Regions from separate parts of the Mus musculus genome. Here all the other regions are linked to region 1. A link is a contact called in public HiChIP or PLAC-seq, capture Hi-C and promoter capture Hi-C data. All regions are on one chromosome and are shown on one strand. The core of a region is the stretch at or near the end of the contact, and the rest is flanking DNA. Distances in the headings are between cores, read along the strand shown.

What was found. Promoter capture Hi-C pulls out the DNA fragments that hold promoters and counts their contacts. HiChIP or PLAC-seq counts read pairs in DNA pulled down with a chosen protein or histone mark. Capture Hi-C pulls out chosen DNA fragments and counts their contacts.
Region 2: a contact with region 1 is called in an H3K4me3 HiChIP or PLAC-seq map of the 230-238 cell line, with 7 times the contacts expected there. The contact joins the enhancer-like site here to the promoter of Rnf150 in region 1. A contact is called at or near these places in 9 of 39 promoter capture datasets (the 3T3-L1 cell line, the C10 cell line, HPC-7-derived erythroid cells and 5 more), 1 of 115 datasets of contacts at active chromatin or transcription factors (the 230-238 cell line) and 1 of 9 other capture datasets (embryonic stem cells).
Region 3: a contact with region 1 is called in a promoter capture Hi-C map of second pharyngeal arch cranial neural crest. The contact joins the promoter of Ndufb7 here to the promoter of Rnf150 in region 1. A contact is called at or near these places in 8 of 39 promoter capture datasets (the C10 cell line, cranial neural crest, embryonic stem cells and 5 more), 2 of 484 Hi-C or Micro-C datasets (cortical neurons and muscle stem cells), 5 of 115 datasets of contacts at active chromatin or transcription factors (astrocytes, embryonic forebrain, embryonic stem cells and 2 more) and 1 of 9 other capture datasets (embryonic stem cells).
Region 4: a capture Hi-C map of macrophages shows a contact between it and region 1, with 5 times the contacts expected there. The contact joins the promoter of Scoc here to the promoter of Rnf150 in region 1. A contact is called at or near these places in 18 of 39 promoter capture datasets (the 3T3-L1 cell line, 3T3-L1-derived adipocytes, the C10 cell line and 10 more), 3 of 15 datasets of contacts at CTCF or cohesin (embryonic stem cells, large pre-B cells and pro-B cells), 14 of 484 Hi-C or Micro-C datasets (adipose-derived mesenchymal stem cells, cardiomyocytes, cerebellum and 10 more), 13 of 115 datasets of contacts at active chromatin or transcription factors (the 230-238 cell line, the NIH/3T3 cell line, astrocytes and 9 more) and 2 of 9 other capture datasets (embryonic stem cells and macrophages).
Region 5: an H3K4me3 HiChIP or PLAC-seq map of embryonic stem cells shows a contact between it and region 1, with 13 read pairs. The contact joins the promoter of Clgn here to the promoter of Rnf150 in region 1. A contact is called at or near these places in 11 of 39 promoter capture datasets (the 3T3-L1 cell line, the C10 cell line, cranial neural crest and 6 more), 1 of 15 datasets of contacts at CTCF or cohesin (large pre-B cells), 3 of 484 Hi-C or Micro-C datasets (the C2C12 cell line, embryonic stem cells and pro-B cells) and 6 of 115 datasets of contacts at active chromatin or transcription factors (embryonic forebrain, embryonic stem cells, neural tube and 1 more).

What each region holds. Positions count from the first base shown.
Region 1 is chr8:82,862,097-82,864,624 of GRCm38.p6, forward strand. Rnf150 (ring finger protein 150) reads left to right here and starts at 1,260. Exons shown (of 7, transcript NM_177378.4): 1 at 1,260-2,394. The coding sequence starts at 1,914.
Region 2 is chr8:81,887,777-81,890,304 of GRCm38.p6, forward strand. The region is part of intron 9 of Inpp4b (inositol polyphosphate-4-phosphatase, type II); the gene reads left to right. Among named protein-coding and RNA genes, the nearest start is that of Gm25267, 260 kb to the right of the region's middle. Within about 2 kb of position 1,270, at least 7 of the 459 cell types and tissues checked have an H3K27ac peak or open chromatin away from gene starts, as enhancers often do. A contact at or near this core is called in the 230-238 cell line and stem cell-derived epiblast-like cells, where this site is marked.
Region 3 is chr8:83,565,495-83,568,022 of GRCm38.p6, forward strand. Ndufb7 (NADH:ubiquinone oxidoreductase subunit B7) reads left to right here and starts at 1,264. Exons shown (of 3, transcript NM_025843.3): 1 at 1,264-1,436. The coding sequence starts at 1,325.
Region 4 is chr8:83,441,398-83,443,925 of GRCm38.p6, forward strand. Scoc (short coiled-coil protein) reads right to left here and starts at 1,265. Exons shown (of 4, transcript NM_019708.4): 1 at 1,025-1,265.
Region 5 is chr8:83,388,580-83,391,107 of GRCm38.p6, forward strand. Clgn (calmegin) reads left to right here and starts at 1,263. Exons shown (of 15, transcript NM_009904.4): 1 at 1,263-1,521. Gm32377 (a long non-coding RNA gene) reads right to left here and starts at 910. Exons shown (of 5, transcript XR_878991.3): 1 at 832-910.

The DNA.
Region 1 (2,528 bases), core at 10-2,509:
ACCATTAATCCCATCTCATTCTTTCCATCGCTCATCTCTCTCCACCCCTGATGAGCTCACTATGGCTTCTGAACACATCAAACACCAACCTGTCTGATCTATTGTACCTACAACTCCTTCCTATTACCAACAACTGGTCCCCTAATAATCATTCAAGTCCTTCGTCCTTTGAGGATTATATTTAGACATAGGATATATCCAGAATCCATCTTCTGTTTTGTGATGTCCAGACCTAGGATGTGTATATTGTGACAAAAACTGCTGGGCTTCTCAGTGCTTCTCGAGAGGCACAGGAAAGAGAACCAGGTGGAAGATATAATGTAAATCATTAAGCACTACCATATTTGTGTATGTATAAATAAGTAGACATTTTATATTACTGGTTTCTGAAACTACAGAAACCATTAATGAGGAAGTGTAACAACCAACCAGATATCTAATTGTTAAAGAATTCTGCTATTAGAACACGACTCTAGGAAACTGTTCTCCACTGGTTTCTTTTAATCTCTGTCACAACTGGAAAACACAGCTTAAAATGGTAACGAACACACACACACACACACACACACACACACACACACACACATACCACCTACTGACGCTGTGAATCCTCTAAGGCAGGGCTATTAGAGTGGGAATGGAGGCAAAATGTCTCAATCTTAAAGTATGAGGAGAGGTCCATTTTCTAAGAAAACTAACGCCATGCCATGAGCTGGCTTCCAGAGCAGAGGAAAAGAAGTCACTTTTACCCACACCACAGACTGGTCCTTAGACCAGCAGAGTGTGCATCACCAAGGACCCCACCCCTGACTTAATAAATGTGAAATTCTCCTGAATTCATGCTGATCAGTCCTGGTTTAAAACTGGAATTCTGACAGCCACTGTCCTAAATATTCAGGTCTGGGGGGGCGGGGGGGAGGGGCCTCATGACCAATCAGTGCTGGGATAAATACCAGAGAACTCTCTGCACATCTTCCAGCAAACGGAAATGCTGTTCCAGAGAGGTTCCTACACTTTGCTGTATTTAAGACTCCCTCAATTAATTGTTCCCAATTCAAAGGCCTGAAGGTCCTTTTTACCTTTTGCCCGCAACTGTCGAAGCCTGAATTTGAGGCCCAGCAGAGGTCGCTGACGCCCAGGAAGAGAGACAGAGTGAGCGTTGCAAGGGGAGCCCAGGAGCTTTGACATCATACTAAGCTCCTCCTTGCACGCGCACATCACACACACACACACACACACACACACACACACACACACACACACACACACACACACACACACAAATACAGACACACACAAAACGCTGTATCCCTCTCCTCACGCTCTCCCCCATCCCATCTGCCCCGTACCTCCCCCTCCCTCGGCAAGTGAGTGTCCCGGGCGTAGCCACCTAGTCTGGCCAGAAGCGCAGCGCCTACTGCCCATGGGAACCCACGCATAACAGGAGCGACCTCCGCGTCTGCAGCGGGACCGATAGTCCCAGCACCGAGGATCTCCAGCACCCCACCCCCGCCCCGCTCGGCCGCGACAAGCAGAGCCGCCACCCCTTCCAAACCCGAGGACCCCGCCACCTCTATGAGAGAAGGCGACACGGGGCAAAGGAACAGGACGCCTGGCAGCCGGACTCCCCCGCAAGTGCGCGGCGCCCGCTCCGCGACCGCGCCGCGATCACCCGGGAAGCCCGATGCCAGCGCCGCGCTTCGGCTGAGAGGGGACAGGGCGGGTTTCTCCCGCTCGTCCCGGATCCGGTCTCCGCAGCGTCTGCGCGTCCCAGCCGGAGCTCCGCCGGCCAGGGAGTGAGTCGCAGCGACAGGAGAACCAGAGTGGCTGCCCGGGGTTGGCCGGGGCAGGGAAAGGAGGGACGGAGCGGGGGGAGGGCGCAGGGGGCGGGGAGGGGACCCCGGAGGAGAGAGATGACAATGTCTCTCATCCAAGCGTGCCGCAGTCTGGCTCTCTCAACATGGCTGCTTTCCTTTTGTTTCGTGCATCTGCTCTGCCTGGACTTCACCGTGGCGGAGAAGGAGGAATGGTACACCGCCTTCGTGAACATCACCTATTTGGAGCCCGAGCCCGGGGCCGCGGTGGCGGGCAGCGGTGGCGGCGCGGAGCTGCACACGGAGAAGAGCGAGTGCGGGCGATACGGGGAGCACTCGCCCAAGCAGGACGCGCGCGGCGAGGTGGTCATGGCCAGCTCGGCCCAAGACCGCCTGGCTTGCGACCCCAACACCAAGTTCGCCGCGCCGGCCCACGGCAAGCACTGGATAGCCCTCATCCCCAAGGGCAACTGCACGTACAGGGATAAGATCCGGAACGCGTTCCTGCAGAACGCCTCCGCTGTGGTCATCTTTAACGTGGGCTCCAACACAAACGAGACCATCACCATGCCCCACGCAGGTGAGCAACCCGGGGGGTGCCTGGCGGACGTGGGGGAGGGGAGCCCGAGAAGCGTCTAGGGAGATCTAGCACCGCCTCCGGGGCACCTCTGGCTGAGAAGTCCGTGCAGCACCAGAGACCAGTCTCTTATGTAT
Region 2 (2,528 bases), core at 20-2,519, 970 kb before region 1:
CACAAATCCCCCTAACCCAGTAAATCAAAACTCTAGAAACTTACAATTAATCAGTAAGATTTATATATCAATAAATTCTCAATTCACAAGATGCCCAAACAATAATTTCAGAGCCAATTCATAATGATATAAATTGCCCACCTAGATTGGACAAATTGTCCCATAATTATCCATCTCTTATAAGATATTTATAGCTACCAGTGGCTATTTAAAGCCACATGAAATCTGGGTCATCTTCCTCTTGCTCCATCTTCGTTCCTTCTCCCTCATCTCTGTCCTCCTTTTCCCTTTTTCCCCAAACTTCTCAGCTCCACATTCCCTTCCACGGCCCAATCACTGGCTCTAGCCTTTATTTTACAAGTTAAGTCACCCCCACCCCCCTCTGCAAACCTTCCTGGGAGAGTGGAATTAACATCAAAATACAAGCAACACCAGGGCTATCCACAACACAGAAGAGGGCCTTCTGATAGGAATCATTGAGTAGTCTTTGATGACCAGGAGCCAGCACTGCCTCTGTGGATGAAAATAGTATCTCAGAAGAACATCCCAGATCTCTGTGAATTCTGTATTTTGTTTAAAAGGTTCCATATAAATTGCCCTGCCACATCCTATTGACAGCGTTCTTCTTGTCAAAAGACAGTGTCTCAAAGCTATATCTAATTATTTCATGGACAGCTGTCATACATGCACACACTGAAAAAGTGTATGCCTGTCTGCGATAGTTTGATCGGTCTACAGCAAATTGACCTGGCATATTGACAGGCTGATTACTGTGTTTGTAAGTGATTTAAAAACTTTGTGTAAATGGAAATGAGTTGAGGATATATTAGAAAGAGGAGAAATGGCCTTCAGTAGGCTTACTGCATGAGTGTCCAGTGACTTCAAGACTTTTAAGCATGTACATCTTCACTCTACCTGTGCATTAAGGAGGACCACATGTAACTTCTAGTTGATCAGAAAAATCACTGAAAAGGCATAACATTCATAGTAACACTTCTGTAAAGAAAGAACTCAGTAGAGTAACAGAAAACTGTATTTTTCTTTCCAACAAATTAACTGAATAATGTATATAATGTCACACTCAAAGCAGGATTTGGTGTTATTAAGACTGACTTGCTGCTTTCCTCTTCTAAACATTTAAGAAGTGTCTATTTCTTTATTATTCAGGGTTCCATGTCTGAACTTCTAGAAAGAATGGTCTCTGGGGAAAGGAAGTGGGGTGGAAATGAGGGTAAGGAGATGCATGTCTGAGCAGACAGGAAATAGTCCAAGGAATTCTGGGTCAACCCCCTAGGGACAGTGATCTGAGGCTGTGGCCTCTTTCCTACAGAGCCTAGCAGGACCTACAGACAAATAACAGCTTCCTTTAGACTCTTTCAACTGGAGAACATGCTAGGCCTTTTATTTGCTTTATTTTGTTTATGTTAAACTATTAGTATCTGGCATACTTGCTGTGAAAAATTTCTCATACTTCCTCCTCTATTGGGTTAGAGACAAAGGAACATTAGTCTCTCACCAGCCCCTTGGGGCCAGAAGAATCTTGTTTCTTCTATTGATTACAGCTTCATAGGAAGATGTGGAGGCGGCTGTTTCAAGGACTCTCTTCTGCTATGATGGACCATTGAGGTCATGTCACTTCCCTCTTCTATATCTTTTTTCCTTCTATCCAGAAAATTCTTAGCTTCATATGATGCACACTCTCAATCATTGACTTTGCACAGCAGGTTATTTAAAATGTACCTCTTTATTATTTTTATGTTTTCATTTATAATATTTTTCAAATTTTATTATTCACTTTACAGCCTGATTGCTGCCCCTTTCTTCCCAGTCCTACCCTCATCCCCCTCCCACATCCCCCCTCCCCTTTTCTTTAGAGAAGGGAGACCCCCCCCCCCACTCCCCATGGATACCAACTCACCCTGGTACACCAATCAGCAGGACTAAGTGCATCCTCTCCCACTGAGGCCAGCTAAGGCAGCTCAGCTAGCAGAAGGAATTCAAAGGCAGGTAACAGGGTAAGAGCACCACACAACCCTTTAATTGTTAGGAGACTCACATGAAGACCAACCTGCTCATCTGCTACATCTGTGTTAGGGGACTTAAGTCCAGTCCCTGCATGCTCTTTGGTTAGTTGTTCCATCTCTGTGAGTCCCCATGGGTCCAGGATCTTTTACTCTCTAGCTCTTCTTACAAGTGTCCTTGATTCTCTAGCTTCCTAAATCCTGACTCGGGCTCCTTCCACAAGACTCCCTGAGCTCTGCCTATTGTTTGGCTGTGGGTCTCTGTACCGTTTTCCATCAGCTGCTGGATGAAGCCTCTCAGATAGTTATGTTAGACTCCAGTCTGAAAGCCTAGCAGAATATCATTAATAGTATCAGGGGTTATTTTTTATATTTTTATTTTAATCATTTTATAATTATCTTTATTATTTGAAATGAGTGAGGGTTTGCATTGTTTTACTAGAGACAAAGAATATGTTTGTCCTATAAATGAGGTTATTCAATATACTTTAGTTTTATTTAAATGTT
Region 3 (2,528 bases), core at 14-2,513, 700 kb after region 1:
CCATCAGGACATTCCCGTCAGGACATACTGCATTCCAGACCGGGAAGTAAAACACTTACCTCCCCAAATGGCTTCTGGTGGTATTTCATCACAGCAATGGAAACCCTAACTAAAATACCATGTAAAACAGACGCTGGGCATGGCAGCCCAGAGGAGACAAAGACAAGAGGATCCCTGGGGCTTACAGACCAGCCCGCCTTGGGGAGCTCTGAACAGAGAGGTGTGCTTAGTCTGAGTCAAATAAGCTGTCCTGGATGAGAGGAGAGAGCAAGCCAAGAGAGGACACACCCTGACAGACACTTAGGAGCAAGGAAGAGAGTGGTTCCTTCAGAAGCTCTAGACCAAGAGCTTTTAAGACCATCAGGTTGGCTGCGCCCTCTCTGGTCAGGATTGGGCACTACGGACAGGCTTCAGTGGTAAAGCCTTCATTTACCATGTTCTAGACCAGGATCACAAAGTATTCATTTTAGAAGAACAACGACTGGAAGGAGGGCTCAGTCATTACTGTGATTGCTTTACCAACATAAAGAACTCAATTCAGTCCCCAAACCCCATGTAAGAAAACTCCTGGTGTGGGGGCACACGCTTGAAATTCCAGAACCACAGACAGGGTGCCCGGTTAAATCTCTCGGGCCTTCTAGACAGCCAGCCTCACCTACTTGAAGGGTTCAAAGCCAGTGGGAGACAGTGTCTCAAACAAGTTGGACAGAGACAGAGTAATGACCCCAGAAATTGACCTCTGACCACCAAATGCACTCATAAGCACACCTACGTATGTGCACTCACACCGACAAACCTAGGGAAAGTGTTTGGAAGTTCGAGTGTTGGAAATGGTAGTGTATATCTGTGGGAAAGCACTTATCTACCATATGCTAGGCCTGGGGGTCTATCCTAAAACCAGAAAAAAAAATTAATTTAAGAAAAAAAAAAAAAAGAGGAGGAGGAAGAGGAACGCGGAAGATGGTTCGGTCCAGGGTGTCCACAGTACCCATGTATACACATGTATACAGCAGGCTTGGTGGCACACATTTATAATCCTAGCACTGGGCAGAGCACAGGGGACCCTGCCACCTCCCCGCTTCCACACCCGCACTCCTCCCTGCAACTCCCTGGCCAGCCTGGCCTTCTAGCCAACTGGCGTTCGCCGCACCCGCTCTGTCTCCTCCACACCGCCAGGGGGTGTCAGCGAGCCAGGAAGCGTTCCATCGTTCATCTCTATGACCCCCGCCGCAGCCTAGATGACCCGGAAGACACTGAAGGGGCAGTGCTTCCAGGTGGGAGCGAGGTGACCCCGGCTACTAAAGAAGGGTAAGGCAGAGTAGCCATGGGGGCGCACCTGACCCGGCGCTATCTGTGGGATGCCTCGGTGGAGCCTGACCCCGAGAAGATACCCAGCTTCCCGCCGGACCTCGGCTTTCCGGAGCGCAAGGAGCGAGGTGAGCTCAGTGCGCAGGCGCGACCGCAGATCCCGCGGAACTCAGCTGCCTGCTTGCGGAGGGCCGGGTCGAGTCGGGAGGGCGACCTCCTTGAGTGTGGAGGCTGTGCGGGGATGGCTAAAGCAAAAGGCTGGGACGAGACAGCAGAGAACGGGAAGATGAGACTGCCCCGGTGCACTTCGTCCTGGGCACAGCGCGGAGCCTAGGACATGTTCTTTGCATCTCCATACATTGTCACTAGCATTTGGTTACGTACAATAATACAAGGTTGGGGGGCTGGAGCGATCATGCTCCTTGTCCTGTCTAGTGTGATGGTGCTGGGGGAGGAACCCAAGGCCTGTGTGTACTCGCAAGGTTCTCATTCTTCCTGTATAGGAAAATCAGAGTGACAGCTCTGGACAAAGTCCTAGTTTGGCACTTGGGATGCCCCAGGGTAGCAGAGAGCCACTGGCGCTGTCTTCAGGGAGCCCCCTGGACAAAGCAGCGTGTCCAAAAAGATCTGGGAAGCAAATTTAAGAGTGTAGAAGCACAGGCTAAAAGGGGTGTATATGAGATTGATGAAGCTGGTACCAGGGAGGGACAGAGCCCCACTTGTAAGCAGGGGAAAGACACAAATGACTTGCCTTACCAAAAGGTTGTAGTGTCGACTAGAAGATGGCTCCGTCAGTACTGAATCTGCAGAACATTTACCCACCTGACACCCTGCTTTGCCCATAGTCATTTTGAAAATACAGCACTCCCTGGCCGCCTCTCTTGCTTGGCTAATCCAAAACCCTGGTAAAACTCAGCTGGCCCTGCTGACCTGGTCTCCAAGTTGCTTCCTCACTCCAGACCCCCTTCTTATTTTTGAGTCAGACTAGTCTCTAACTCACAGTCCTTTCCCTTTGGCCTCGGGAGCACAGAGCTCATAGGCCCAGTGGTGCTCAGGGATGCTATAGCCTACATTGTTGCTTCTATAGTTCTTCACTGCCTCTTCATCTTAGGCAAGCTCTTGTGAGAAAGCAAGAGTAGCTCCTGCTCCCACACCCATGCATCTCCAAACTCCTTCCAAATGACTTGTCCCTAGCCTGGCGGAGTCCCCATTCCAGGTGA
Region 4 (2,528 bases), core at 15-2,514, 580 kb after region 1:
CTGCAATTAATGTTTTCCATCCATCATCCACTCACCAGCAATAGTTTTTTAAATTTAAAAGTCCAATGCACTACAGGAATGCACTGAACACTTTACATATATAGTTTTATCACAACAGAAAGAAAATGCAATTCACAGATGTGGATACTAAGCCTTATAAAGGCTAGAGGCCTTGCCTCATGTTTCATAGCCAAGATATTATTAAGGTCCTAAACTGAGTTTGAAAAACTCAACTCCTTTGGCGTTTCCACAAACAAAACAAATATAAAATTTCATCTGCATCCACTCCAGTGTGATGTTTCTAATCTGTTCATGTTCTGCTTTGACATTTTAGGGCTTTCAAAATCGATGGAAATCGAGGAACTACATCGTCAATAAGGATCAAACTTAAGTTAGATCCCCGGGGAGCTAGCTGCATCCAGTTTAATCATTGGAGCATACAGACACTAGGATTCCTACGCACAGCTTTGAGTCGCAGAAACGGATAACGGTTTGGGGACCTCTGTCCTTCTGGCTATTGCGACGTCTGTCTCTGGTGGTGTAACAGAAACCTTGGCTTTTCGGGAAACTATGATTTCTCCTTCCCAAACCTTACTCCTCAATATTTGTTCCGCAGGACGCCTGAGAAAAGCTGACAAAGAAACAAACCCAGGTTCTAGCAAAGACGTCCCACCCCAGACATGCACGGGCCACCACGCCTGCAAAGCAATCCTAGCACTCGAGAGGCTGAAGCAGAAGAATTGCGGCGAACTGGAAGGTAGCTCGGGCAGCAGAGCGTCTTCTCCTACTACCCGGTCCCATCGCACCCCCACGGCGTCCCGGTCCCGCACCGCCGGGCTCTTCCCACTGAGCCCGCGGCGTGGGGCCGGGAAGGTGGCTGCGCAGCGCTCGGCGGGATGTCGGGCCTCGCGGCGCCGCAATCCAGCACCCAGGCCGCCGCCCGGGTTCCCGTTCCATCCCGCCCCGCCCCACAGGGCCTCGGCGGTCTCCCAGGCCCAGCCCTCGCCGCCCCGAGCCGCCTCACCTTGCGTCTGAAGCGCCGGGAAGAGGCGGGATGGGTAGGAAGCCTCAGGCCGCGCGGCTCTCCGACCAACTGACAGCGTCAGCCCCGCCCTTCCCGCCCACGGAGCGTGCGCCGAGCGAGGAGGCGTCCTCCCACCAATCCTAACTGGAAATTGCACGCCTGCGCACTGGCTGCTGGACGCCTCGACAGGCCTGTGGCAGAGCACCGGGGTCCACCTTTGCCCTAACAAAAGGGCATTGACGACCAATCAGGATTTTTGGGCGTGTCCTAAAAAAGCAGCGACCAATCACGGCGCAGAAGAGAAGATGCGCCTAAGAAAGCGGTCCTCGCTGAGCATCTTTTGTCTCGCCAGGAACCTGGAAAGTGGGGTGGAAAGTCACTCTAGGTTAAAAAAAGAGAGACGGGGAGAGAGGGAGGGAAACAGAGACAGAATTTCTGGAAATTGCCGTGACCAGACTCTAGGAGAGAGATATTTCGTTCACATTCAAGAACAGAGTGAGCAGAACAGTGCAGCGCCCTCCCCCCTCGATTCTAAAAGCACGGTTTCCTTTTTCCCCACTTCTAAAATTAGATAACGCACAAAGCATATACCATTAATGGATGTTTCTCTTCGTACCCCATATTCAGGACAATTTTTAAACTTCCGTTCACCCGACCACGTCATGATTCCTTAGATCAGCAGTCTCCTGATCTCAGTCTCAGAAAACCCAAGGCTTAATTAAAATTGTGTTTCTTATTCAAGTGTACATGTACAATGCCAGACTTTGGGTTGCTAGGTGATTTTCGTGACACTTCATTATAACCTAACCTTTGAAACAAGTATCTTGCTGTTAGCGGTCAGTGACCACAGTATATTCTTACCTGCAAAGCATTCTTGCTTTGACTTTATCAAAACCTCTGAGCTGTAGAGGCCAGCTTACAAATACTTTCTTCTTGGCTTTTCTTTCTTATATAAGGTTCTATTTTTAATTGCATGAATATGTAGCGGTGTGTATGTACTTGCTTGTGCCTGTGCAAGGTGCCTGCAGATGCCAGAAGAGGGAATCAGACCCCTGGGATTGGGGTTACAGGTGGCTGTGAACCATTTGGTGAGGATGATGAGAACTCAACTCAGCTTCCCGTGAAAGAGCAATAAGTACTGTTAACTTCTGAGCCATTTCTACAACTCCCGGGTATCTTAAACCAATCAAGCAGGATTTGCTAACACGTGACCGTAATCCTTTATAAATAAAGTACCTACCATTTAGTGTTTGAGACGAAAGTATTAGGCTTGGACTACAATTCAGGATTTGAAGGAAGGAGAATATGGGAAGAGAGGGAAACCCCAGGTAACGCTAAGAGGAGTGCCAACAAAATAGAATGAATATGGGCAACATTCAAAGAAGGATGGGATTTTCCAAGATAGTGAAGAACACACTTTCTTTTCAAATGCACATGGGCCAGTCATAGAAATGGGCCTGAAAATTTGTTTTTGGTTTTAATTTTTTATTGTATGTATATTTTA
Region 5 (2,528 bases), core at 13-2,512, 530 kb after region 1:
CCCGACAGACACAGCTCAACTACACAATGTAAGGCACACCAATACATATGTCATTAGCGAAGAATCCTTTATCACGTGTCCTTTCACATGTTTGCTTTAGCAGAACATCCTCTCTCCTGTGTCTGCTTCAGTGTAACATTCCTTCACGAGTCTGCTGTAGCCTTTCACACCTATGTCCACTTTAACAAGATGCTCCTTCAAGTGTTTGTCCCAGCAAAACACCACCCAACTGACTTTCCAAAGAACCCTTCACACCTCCTTCAGTTAAACCTAGGACAATTTGGGTACCACAGTAACTGTACACAGTGACTGGATAAAACAGACTCTATGCCTAAATAGGATGGACTCTTGGATGGAGGTGTGTTAAGTTTTTAAAAATGTTGCTTGTGCCTAATAAGGAATGAAGACAGTTAGTTAAAATTACTGTATTGAAACCACAGTAAAGTTGAGTCAAGCAAAAAAATGACAGATCCTAAATCAAGGGGCAGACTTCAAACATTTATGAACAGAAAACAGAACGTTTACACAGACTCAAAGTTTGGTCACACAAATTAAGACGATACAAACAATATACAGAATTGTAAACATACAGAGAAAAAAGCAGGTAATGCCTTCAAGGAGTGTTCAAGATTAATAAAAAACCAATTATGTGTCTGTGGCAAATTATTAACATTAATACTGACAAAATGAAAATGTACAGTTTCATTTATAATGTAATAGCAAGCCAGGAGCATGTGTGAAATAGGAAGCTTCCCGGTTGATAACCATGAACAATCAGCTACTAAAACACAAAAATATAGAGGGAAATTTCAGCGTATGAATTTGGCACACCTGCCCTGGCACTCTTTTAAAAACGTTGAGATAAAATTGAGGAAACAAAAGATGTGGATCAACTGATACAGAGCTTGCATAACCCCACCAAGAGGGCTTCAATCACTACTGCATAACAGTGTGGCGTTGCAAATCCAAAAGTCAGGAAGAAGGGAAGGAGGATCAAAAAGTTTAAGGTCATCAGAACAAAACAAGAGAAAGAAAAACAAAAAAACCCAAAACCATCCATCTATTCATCATCCATCCGGGAACCAATTAAGGTGCGACACGAAGAACTGAGCAGTCTGCAGAGCCAGCAGCCTGAGCTCCAGAGAGGGACTGACGTTGGAAGGACCGCATCCCCCCAGGCGCGCGGCCGCTGGGTCCCGAGCGGCGGTTGAGCGGGCCGCTTGCGCACTGGGGCTGCCTCTGCATCCTGCATCCTCCCGCGCGGCCGCTCGCGCACGCGCAGTTAGCAGTCGCTGCTGGGCGGCTGCCGGCGGGATCGCTCTGGGGAGACGCCGGGCACCAAGTAGCGGCCAGTCGGACACCTGAGCTGCCGCTGCTGGACACAAGCCCGCAGGACAGGTGTGTAGACCGCGGGCCGCCTTCCTGCGGCTTGTTCTCTGGGGACCGGGTGAGAAATCGGATCCAGGTGCCCCGCAGCATCCTCTTCTGAGACTAGAAGAAGGCTTAGCTTGGTGCGGCCAGGTGAGGCTGGAGGATGAGTTCAGGGATGAATGTGGGAGTTAGACTCTTGGGTGGGCTCTGCCAACCTCGGGGACAGAGATCAGCCCTGGATGGAGGGAGACGCCACCCTGAGTCCCTTGGGTCCTCCTTCTGCTTCCCTGACACTGGGGAAGGCCAGGTTGCCCTGCCCAGCCTGGCGCCTCTCTCAAGTCCGTTATCCCAGCGGTTGCCACAGCTGCTGTTGCCACTGTGTGGCCCGGTTCCACGAAGCTCTACCACAATCCCTGGAGAGTTCTTCTCGCATCTTTCTAGAAAATGCAACAAAACCAACCTGGGCACATTTGCAGCCCACTTCTCTGTGAAGCCAAAGAACCCTACCTCCCCCACCCCCACGCTCAAACCTGGCTAAGGTGGCCAGAGAATCCTGGCCACTCCCTAGACACTTGGGTGGAGCCTAACAGGAGCCATTGGGGAGTAACCGGCCCTGTGTTGAATCCAGAAAACCTTAATGACTAGAGTCTCATTATCTAAAGCCTGTTTACTATCAGTCAGATACTTTAGCTGAGTTTAAGTGGCATCTGCCCCACCCAGGAGGAAGAAGCTATGCAGGGGTTTGTTTGGGGTTAAAGAGCAAAAGGCTAGGAAGTTGGGAGCTGGAGACCGAAGGTATAAACAGAAATAAACAAATTAGGCAAAACAAAAATTTAAAAATTAGGTGGTCAATGGTTCAATATCTCTGACGAAGATTAATTTATGTTGAAACAGAATAGTAAATCATGGTTGTTTTTCTTGCCCTGAAAAATTGACATCTCCCTAGGTAGCTCTCTTTTTTTGGTAATTGTAATTTTGACCATTTTCTAGTCTACAGTCTGTTGGTTTGGTCATCCAGACACATTGATCCTGTTCCTTAAACTCAAGATAGTCTTTTTTGTCTTGTTTTGATTGGTCTTGTTGGTCTGTTGTCTGTAAATGGTGGCGTGTGCTGATGGATATGCAGCTAGCAGGTGGGGGCTCAGGGCTCTGGGCTT